Linked DNA regions of Mus musculus: all the other regions are linked to region 2. The links are chromatin contacts, called in public promoter capture Hi-C and targeted proximity ligation maps. All regions are on one chromosome and are shown on one strand. The core of a region is the stretch at or near the end of the contact, and the rest is flanking DNA. Distances in the headings are between cores, read along the strand shown. Region 1 holds the start of Coro1b (coronin, actin binding protein 1B). Region 2 holds the start of 2010003K11Rik (RIKEN cDNA 2010003K11 gene). Region 3 holds the start of Rbm4 (RNA binding motif protein 4).

Region 1 (2,951 bases), core at 331-2,830, 350 kb after region 2:
GGGATGGTGCAAACCTGCACTGAGAAGCACATTTCGGGCTGTGGGGTGCCAGGTGATAATGCCCACGCGCTTGGTATGCCCCTCGAGCACCACTACTGGCTCTGTCAGAGGGGAGGTCAGCCCATTTTCTGGAATCTGCCATACCTGCGGTAGGGAGACGGAGCATGGGCTCAGGCCTGTGCTTGCCCCTGCTGCCAGCATCCTTCAGCCACACCCTGAGACCCTGACTTGAACGGTCCTTTGCTCACCATGACAGTGCAGTCCTCTGATCCACTGGCAATGACTTCATCATTGTGGGGACACCAGTCAATATCCAGAACAGGCCCCGTGTGCCCACACACTGTCGGGTAGGCCTTGTCAATGCGGCCCGTCTGTAGTCATGAAGAGCAGTCAGAGAAGAACCCAAAGTCCCGACCTCCATTCCTCCCAGTATCTATGGGCCCTCCAAGGTGCAAGAATAATGTGACTGCCCTGGTTCCTGGTGGCCCAGATGTGTCTGCTCCACCCAGCATATGAGGAAATGCCTGCTGCAGCCTCTTATCCACACTTGGTGGCAATAAACACTTTTTCTACTTCCATCAACAATCCATCAGTAGCCACGGGCCAAGAAGTGGCACAAACTGCCCTGCCCACAGGTGTGACCAGAGTGTCCTCAGATGTCCTCTCCACCCTGACCCGCTGAGGCCCACCTTGTTTAGAGGAAGCACCATAAAGGCGCCTCCACCACTGGCTTCCACAATCACTGCCAGGAACTTGGGGTTGACTGCGCAGAAGGTGCTGTCCCAGGTAACTCGGGACACTCGAATGTCCTCATAGCACTGGTCATTCTTGACCGGCTGACCGAATACATGCCGGAATTTGCTCTGCCGCACAACTTTTCGGAAGGACATGTCTGTGAGGGCAGAGACACCTGAATCAGCTCTGCTCTCCAAAGAGACACACAGAGCATGTCACCAGGAAATTGGTCCAGCGTTAGCTGGGAGTCTCTATTTCCCCAGTTATAGAAAGGGCTCATAGGTGCAGACCAACACTCTCTGCCTCCCCATCCCCTCCCTGGCTAGGGGTCTGAGTGTGTGTGTGCTGCTGAAAGGGAGACAGAATTTAGATCTTCTGTAGGTCCCAGATGGTTCCAAGGCGCTTTCCACACCCAGAGTTTGAAGGCTGGGTGATGGGGAGAAGAGGCAGCAAAAGGGGTTGGTTGGTCTAGCAAGGCCGCAGCTCAGTCCCGGGGACTGTGCAAAGAGCTGCAGAAGTCGGGCCTAGGGACCCTGGCTGAACAGGGGTCGAGGATACTGCCAGGTCCTCAAAGTGGCCTTGGAGCACGGTCCAAGTGAACCAGGAACCCAACTTCCAAAGATCCCAGCCCAGAAAGGGAGAGAGGGGCGGCTGGGGGGTGGGAGGGAGTCGGGAATGAAGGTGGGGCGAGGCGCTCTTCCGGCTCGCGCCCCCTGCCCCAGGCCCACGTCTGCGCCCCTAGTCCGTCCCTGCCGCTCTCACCGCTCACCGCTCACCGCTCTCCGCTCCCCAGGGGCGCCGGGGACTGCGGCGGCGACCTCGGGCGGCTCCGGATCCCGGCCTCTGGGAAGCAGGAAGCGGGAATCAGGAAGTGATAGCCGAGGGAGGCGGGGGCGGGGCAAGGTCACGCGCAGAAGGCGGGGCTTTAGGATGTCCCGCCCACGGGGCAAGGCCTAGTCGCCAGGCCCTGGGCTGCTTGTTGAAAGGGGCGGGCCTGCTTGGAGCCGCGGGTACAGACTGTGCGAGTCTCTTGAGGTGGGGTGAAGCCTGCCCTCTGATTTCCCTACCCAGTTCTACCCAAAAGTATTCTCTCGCTCCGCCTCCAATGTTTTCACGTGTTTTTTGTTTTGTGTTTGAGACAGGTTGTTACTCTGCATACTTGCTGGCCTGGAACTAGCAAAGAACTTACAGATATCTGTGCAAGGATTAAAGGCATGTGCCACCACACCCTGCCATAGGTATGGGTTTTAAAGTTGGGGGGTTCCTGATGTCAGATATGTACATTGAAGAGGTGAAAGGCAATCTCTTACATCTTGATGGACTCCTGTGGCTCCTGCTCTGGCTTAGAGAAAATCGAAGTAGAGGATGACAGTGGATCCCATGCATAATGCATGTCCTTTCTCTCCTCCATCCCATCAGAGCCTGGATTTGCCTCCTCATATTTGCCCTATCTCCTCTCATCCTGGAGGACGTAGGTGTCCCTGTTAGGACCCACTGTAGTAAGAGAACACTATTCCTCTGTGTCTACCTCCAGTAACCAGTGGTGATACGAGGCCGTCTTTCCCAGAAAGGGAAGAGGGACGTGGGAAGAGGCAGGGCAGAGGTAAAGGTGCTTTGTTTAGCCTTCATGAGGCCCCAACTGTGTGTGGGAGGCTAAGTGGACTTGTGTCCCACCTCAGTGGTCACTATACTCTGAAGAAACAGGCCTAGAGAGGACAGGTGCTTGATTGAGACCTCCCAGCTGGGATTCAGCCCAACTTTGTTATTTCCAATGTCTTGGGATTTCTCACTGTTTGTAAAACCTGGAGCTAGGGAGGCAGGAGTGTGGCTTGACTTGGGTAGCAGATGTTCACAGGGAAGCCCATATGATGCCAGGTGGCTACAGTTCTAAGTACCACCCCCACCCCCCACATCACCCCACTTCAAATAAAATCCATAGTTCCATGTTCCTATGTCAGAATTCCTGTCTGACCCCAGGGCACCCAGCACTGTCCCCTCTCAGCACGTGTCCCAGTGACAGCAAACCTCAGTTCCCACCTCAGGCTAACACATCCTGCTCCCTTCTTCCTTCTGGAAGCTCTTCCTAGCCTTGGGAAGGCTTCATCCCTCAATGACCCCAGGCCTCAAGTGTCACTTCCCCTGTGGGTCTTTCTGAGCTCTCCTCTCACCCAGTTCTTCCTGTTCCTGGTTCCCATTAATCGTTCTTAGTCCCAGAT
Region 2 (2,785 bases), core at 218-2,717:
CTCTCACACACACACACACACACACACACACACACACACTCTCACACACAGAACCTGCCAGGCTGAGGATGTAGCAGAGTTGGCACAGTGCTTGCCTAGCGTGCACAAGCATCAGTGTTCCATCCCCAGCACTGTCTACACAAGGCATGGTGACCCATACTTGTAATCCAAGAATTCAGGAGGTGGAGGAGGGCAGAGATCAGGAATTCGAGATCATCCTCTGCCACATAGCGAGGCCCATCTGGGCAACATAAGACCCTGTCTAAGACAAAAGTCTGGCACTGAGATAATATTTACTATAGGTCATTTTTTTCTTTGTGTCTCTGTATGGTGTGTGAAGGGATTATGTGTGTGTGTGTACACTCGCACACATGTGTGTAATCTAGAAGTTGACACTAAGTGTCTTCCTCTGTCATTCTCTACCTTTAATTTTTTTCCTCTTAGTTTTTGAGAGAGGAACTAGCTGTGTAGACCAGGCTGGCCGAAACTCACAGAAATTCCCCTGGCATGAGCACTGAATGAGCCACCTTGCCTGGCCTCACCTTTTTACATTTTCAAATTACATTTATTTGTGTGTGTGTGTGTGTGTGTGTGTGTGTGTGTGTGTGTGTATTGTGTGTTCTTGAGAGCCACAGCGCATGTGTGGTGGAGAGAGGAAAGCCTGTGGCAGCCAGTTCTCTCCACCAGGTGAATCCCAAGGATCAAACTCAGGTTGTCAGGCTTGTCAGCAAGTGCCTGTACCCACTCGACCACTCCTTCCCCTTAGTTTTTGAGACAGTGTGTCCCACTGGGTCAGGAGTTCACCAATGCAGCTCAGACAGGGACTGCAAGTCCCAGAGAGTTTCCTGTCTCTCCCAGGTCTGGGATGACAGATGCATATCCACCTTTCCACAGGGGTACCAGGGAACCCAACCCAGATCCTGTGCAGCAAGCACTTTATGAGTGAGCCGTCCCCCCAGCCCCTGCAGGTCACGATTTTGGATGTGTGCCGCTGACCTCCAGAGCACTTTTCACCTTGTAAAACTGAAGGTCTGGAGCCATGAAAACAAGTACCGTCCACTGTCCAGCCCCTGCCTTACCCGATTTCACCCTGGTAGTTACGGTTTTGACTGTTGTAGAATGAAGCTATTCTGTTCTCTGTCCTGTTGTAGAAGTAATCTTTGCTTAATGTCAATGAGATGAGTGGTACGGCCAGCCAAGGCCAAGGCCAGAGGAGGCCGGCAAGGTCTCCAGGGTGGTGTGGTCAGAGAAGGCTGTCTGGAGGGAGGAGGGAAGACAATAGGAACCAGCCTAGCATTCAGAAGGATCCCGAGCTGGAAGCCAGCCTGCGCTGTATAGTCCCACAGGGTGAGAAGTCAATGGAGAGAATGACTCAGAGATATTTGGCCTCTGTGGCCTGCCCTTTGGTTTATGACAGCCACCTCAGCAGCACTGACCTTTGTCTACAGGTGATCTCCCATCATATGAGTGAAGGCACCAGGCCATCTCACAAAGCTAGTGGCTTACCGACCAGTGCTAGCTTCTAGGATCATGGGGACCAGCCTGCGTAGCCAGTCCTTTAGAGAACCCCGGCCCTCCTATGGGAGGCTCCATGAGTCCCAGGGGAGGTCTCTGGATGGCCGACTCCACAGAGCACTGAGCCTCAGACTGGGCCGTGAGAAGTCCAGGTCGCAGGTCCCCGATGGCACGGAAGGGCTGGAGGTCTCTGTCCAGGAGCGGCTGCCAGGGACCCTGGGAGACAAAGAACAGCTGATCCAAGGCCAGAGAGGAGGAGGCAGCCGGCGGTGGCTGAGACAGTACCAGCAGGTGTGGCTTCAAACTGAATTATCACTTTCATGGGGAAGGGTGGGGACTCCGGGCAGCAAAGGGTTAAGAGCACAGCTGACCTGAGGAAAGCCAAGCAAAATACCCAGGAATTGAATGCATTTGACTAAAAGCAGTTGTGATTCCCCTCACCCCTGTGGGCACTGGGGATTCACTGAAGGTTGGAGGAGGGTGGGCAAATGGGGTCTGGGTGGAATATGGTCAGAGCTGTTTCTGTTTTGAGATGGGGTCTCGATAAGTAGCCCAGAGTGGCCTGGAACTCTTGATCCTACTCAGTGTTCTGAGTGCTGGGAGTGCAGGCATATATTACCACACAAGGCTCTGAGAGCTGTATTAAGATGATTAATGTAATACTATGTTGCAAGGGTGACTAGAGCAGGAGGCAGGCAGATTGGCCAATGCAACTTCTGGCAAATTACCGTCTGTACCTCTCACACAGGATGAAGAGTAGATTTGCCCCACCCCTCCTGGCCCTTCGTCCCAGGGGGAAGGGTCTCCCCTCCCCCCAGGAGTTTAGCTTCTCTTTCATGGCTCTACCCCCACCTGGTGGCTGTGAGTGGAACACCACTTGAAGCCACTGCTATGATGTTTCTCCTACTTTGGTCTTCCAGCATGTGAAAAGAAGGTGGAGGAGTTTTGTCGCCAGCTTCCCCAGTGTGACCCTGAGTCAACCAGCCTCCCCAGAGACCTTGTTGGACACCAACAACTAAAGCTGCTGTGACTGTCCCTCACTCCACCGGCTCTGCTCCTGTGTCTTTTCATCTGCCCCTGCATGGCTTTTCTGGACTCTGAACTGCTCCAGCTTTTGAACTTTGTCTTGTGACCCAAGGAGGCCTCTGCCACCAGATCATTCAAAGCCCCCATGTGGCTGCTCTTCTTGGTTCTGGCACCTATCTCTTAGCAAAGATCTCCATAGGCCTGAAGAGGAAATACCTGGCTCTCTACCTTTTGGGTTTAAAGA
Region 3 (2,958 bases), core at 19-2,518, 300 kb before region 2:
GTATTACAGATCTCAGGTGGCTTTTACTCAGTCTCAGGTGCTGCAGAATGAAGCCATGGCCATATTTAATGTCATATTGTTACTTTTTAAGGGGCCTATTTCCTAGCCTTAAATTATAGACTAATTTTCTGCTATAGAATCCAGTAGCTTATTTTCTGTCTCTGCCTTTTGTTTGACTTTTTCTTTCTTTTGTGGCAGTTTTGGGAGGTAGTATGCTCTATTTGTTATTTTACTCCCAATCATCCTGTTCTCATGAAGTTCCCCCTGCTTTCTGCCTGTTCACCTTTAAGTTCTCCATTCAGCACCTTTCCCGGTTATCTCCATCTTAAGAAGCTGCGTTGCAGAGGGTCATGACTAAAGTTGCTTGCTCAATGAGTATGGGATTATGTGAAGCAGCCAGTGGGTGAGAAAAATGTGATGAGGGAATTTGGACCCTGTGAAGAATGTTCGTTTGTACTTGTTTACAGCTGATTGTCACAAGCCTTTTTTCCAAGGTCAGTTTTAGGGAATTTAAACTTAGTTTTGGCTAATGGAGCCCAATAAAACCAAACAAAATCAAAAATTGCTGTTCCCGTTTTTTGTTTTGTTTTTTGTTTCTTCTCTTGGCGGGGTGAAGTTGGGGTGGGATGGGGTGTCGATTTTCAATCTCTGTTTTTCACACCTTTTGGGGAGGTGGGAGGCTGTTTCCTAAAGGGAACCTTAACCCCTGTGTCTCCTACGTCTCTGACCACCCTATTGTCTGGGCCATTGAACTGTTATCGAAGCTGGATCCACTGACTGTTTTAGAGTTTTAAAATTACATAAAGATACTTATAATTTTGGTAACTTGAGACTCAGAAGGACTACATTGGAAAGTGGGGGTTGCTTTTTAAGTAGGGGCGGGAGCTTGGCTATCGCCGGGAGGTCTGGGTAGGTTGACTGATGCAATATCCACGTTGCGGGGCGTGGTGACGCTCAGCTAGGGACCGGTGCGGAATTGTGGTGACAGAACTTGAATTTTGTCAGGATGTGCACGTGTAAGTGACAAAATGTGAAAGCTTAACAAAGTTGGGAGCCACGAAGCTACAGGTTGCCCCACTGACGCACGGCACCTTGTTCATTCTGCCTAATGGCTGGCCGCGCTTTGAAGAATTCCGCGTTTCTAGCTCCACCTTCAGATGGACCTCTTGCCCAATCAGTGGCTTCAGTTTCACTAGGCTGGGTGCTCATTGGCTTTCATATAAAAGGTCCAGGTTACTGACGTTTCCACCTCTTCCTGGCCTCTCAGGTAATTGGCGTTCCGGGTAACCAATCAGGAAGAGGATCTCCGGGAACGCCAGCCTTTTACTTTACCGAACGGCCAATCCGGTGGGTAGGTTCACCCCTCTTTCTACCCAGAGTCACTGCTGTGGCCGCCGCCATTTTAGCGTTTTGTCAGAACCGTCCGCGCTGCAAGGAGGAGGACCTGCAGGTATCCATGCGGTGAGATACTCCACGTTCTTCCACTGTGTTCTTTTCTCTGTTAAAAAAACTTACCTGACTCCGGTGGGTGTCAGGGTTGGCATAGTGGGGTTGCGGTCTGCGCACCCGTCCCTGAGAGCCGACATCGGTCCTCGACTTAGTGCGGTAAGCCTGAAACAACCTTCCTCCAAGTCCTCGTTCTCTACTCCCGGAATAGCTTTCTTTTGTCCACCTTACCCTCTGCTTTGCTCAATCTTCTTTGGGGTTTCCACCTAGATAAATCTTAGATTTAGGCTGGAGAATCTGTCATGCCCTGGGCATTGTTGGCTTCCTCACCAAACTGTAGCACCAGTCTTTGACCAGTTCTTCTGTAGGAGCCTGTAATGACATGCCCCACCCCCACCCCCACCCCAGAGGACTCCTCCTACTCGGGCATTTTCTATATTTCCCTGCTTTTTATCTGGTTGATCCCGGAACTCACTACTCCGAGTGAAATTCCCACTTTTCCGGAAATGGTTGCTAAGAGAGGAAGAGCTAATTTGAAGTAATTATAATTAGCAAGTCTAGTAGTTAGAATCTTGTTTTCAAATGTCAAAGTGAGTAGCTCTCAGTACCTGTAGCATTTTTTTTATTTATGCTGAAAACTTAGAGCGTTATTCCTTTGTCTGGGGCAGGGGAAGTGTAACTCAGTGGCGGAATACTTGCCTATAATGTACCGTGCTGTAGGTTGGAGCCACACCGCAAAATCCCCTTTGTCTACAAAAGTCTGCCTTGTTACATTTTTCCTCTTTATAGAACTTCTTGTGAGAAATAGAAGCAGGCTCTTGTTGAACTCCACATTTGTTACTGATTGGAGATGTAAGAGCATGCCTGTAGGAGAAAACTTTTGGGACTATGTGCTAAAGTGAAAGGAGATGATGGGAGCCATTTATTTATTTGATTTTTTTTTTCCCTTTTTTTAACAGTTGCTATGGACTTGAGGTCTTCTCCTAAAAATCTTGTTTCTCTACTTGCAGGCTGTGTGGAGATGGTGAAGCTGTTCATTGGAAATCTGCCCCGGGAGGCCACAGAGCAGGAGATCCGCTCACTCTTCGAGCAGTACGGGAAGGTGCTGGAATGTGACATCATTAAGAATTATGGCTTTGTGCACATAGAGGACAAGACGGCCGCTGAGGATGCCATACGCAACCTGCACCACTACAAGCTGCACGGAGTGAACATCAATGTGGAAGCCAGCAAGAATAAGAGCAAAGCTTCAACCAAGTTACACGTGGGCAACATCAGCCCCACTTGTACCAACCAAGAGCTTCGGGCCAAGTTTGAGGAGTACGGCCCAGTCATCGAATGTGACATCGTGAAAGATTATGCCTTTGTACACATGGAGCGGGCAGAGGATGCGGTGGAGGCCATCAGGGGCCTCGACAACACAGAGTTTCAAGGTGAATCACTCTTTTGGAGTGCTCAGTACAAGGCTGTTAGGAATGAATTGGTTGAGAAAAGGAAGGCATTGGGATGGAA

What was found. Capture Hi-C pulls out chosen DNA fragments and counts their contacts.
Region 1: a targeted proximity ligation map of pancreatic cancer cells shows a contact between it and region 2. A contact is called at or near these places in 1 of 130 datasets of targeted methods (pancreatic cancer cells) and 1 of 9 other capture datasets (adipose tissue).
Region 3: a promoter capture Hi-C map of pancreatic islet shows a contact between it and region 2. A contact is called at or near these places in 11 of 39 promoter capture datasets (the 3T3-L1 cell line, 3T3-L1-derived adipocytes, the C10 cell line and 6 more), 5 of 130 datasets of targeted methods (the NIH/3T3 cell line, bone marrow-derived macrophages, embryonic forebrain and 1 more) and 2 of 9 other capture datasets (adipose tissue and pancreatic islet).

Annotation. Positions count from the first base shown.
Region 1 is chr19:4,147,283-4,150,233 of GRCm38.p6, reverse strand. Coro1b (coronin, actin binding protein 1B) reads right to left here and starts at 1,580. Exons shown (of 11, transcript NM_011778.3): 1 at 1,498-1,580; 2 at 690-892; 3 at 249-371; 4 at 15-144. The coding sequence starts at 890.
Region 2 is chr19:4,497,265-4,500,049 of GRCm38.p6, reverse strand. It overlaps 2010003K11Rik (RIKEN cDNA 2010003K11 gene), which reads left to right and starts at 1,467. Exons shown (of 2, transcript NM_027237.2): 1 at 1,467-1,806; 2 at 2,436-2,785. The coding sequence starts at 1,531. The coding sequence ends at 2,534.
Region 3 is chr19:4,792,319-4,795,276 of GRCm38.p6, reverse strand. It overlaps Rbm4 (RNA binding motif protein 4), which reads left to right and starts at 1,268. Exons shown (of 4, transcript NM_001290122.1): 1 at 1,268-1,461; 2 at 2,457-2,879. The coding sequence starts at 2,468. It overlaps Gm21992 (predicted gene 21992), which reads left to right. Exons shown (of 3, transcript NR_157185.1): 2 at 1,268-1,461.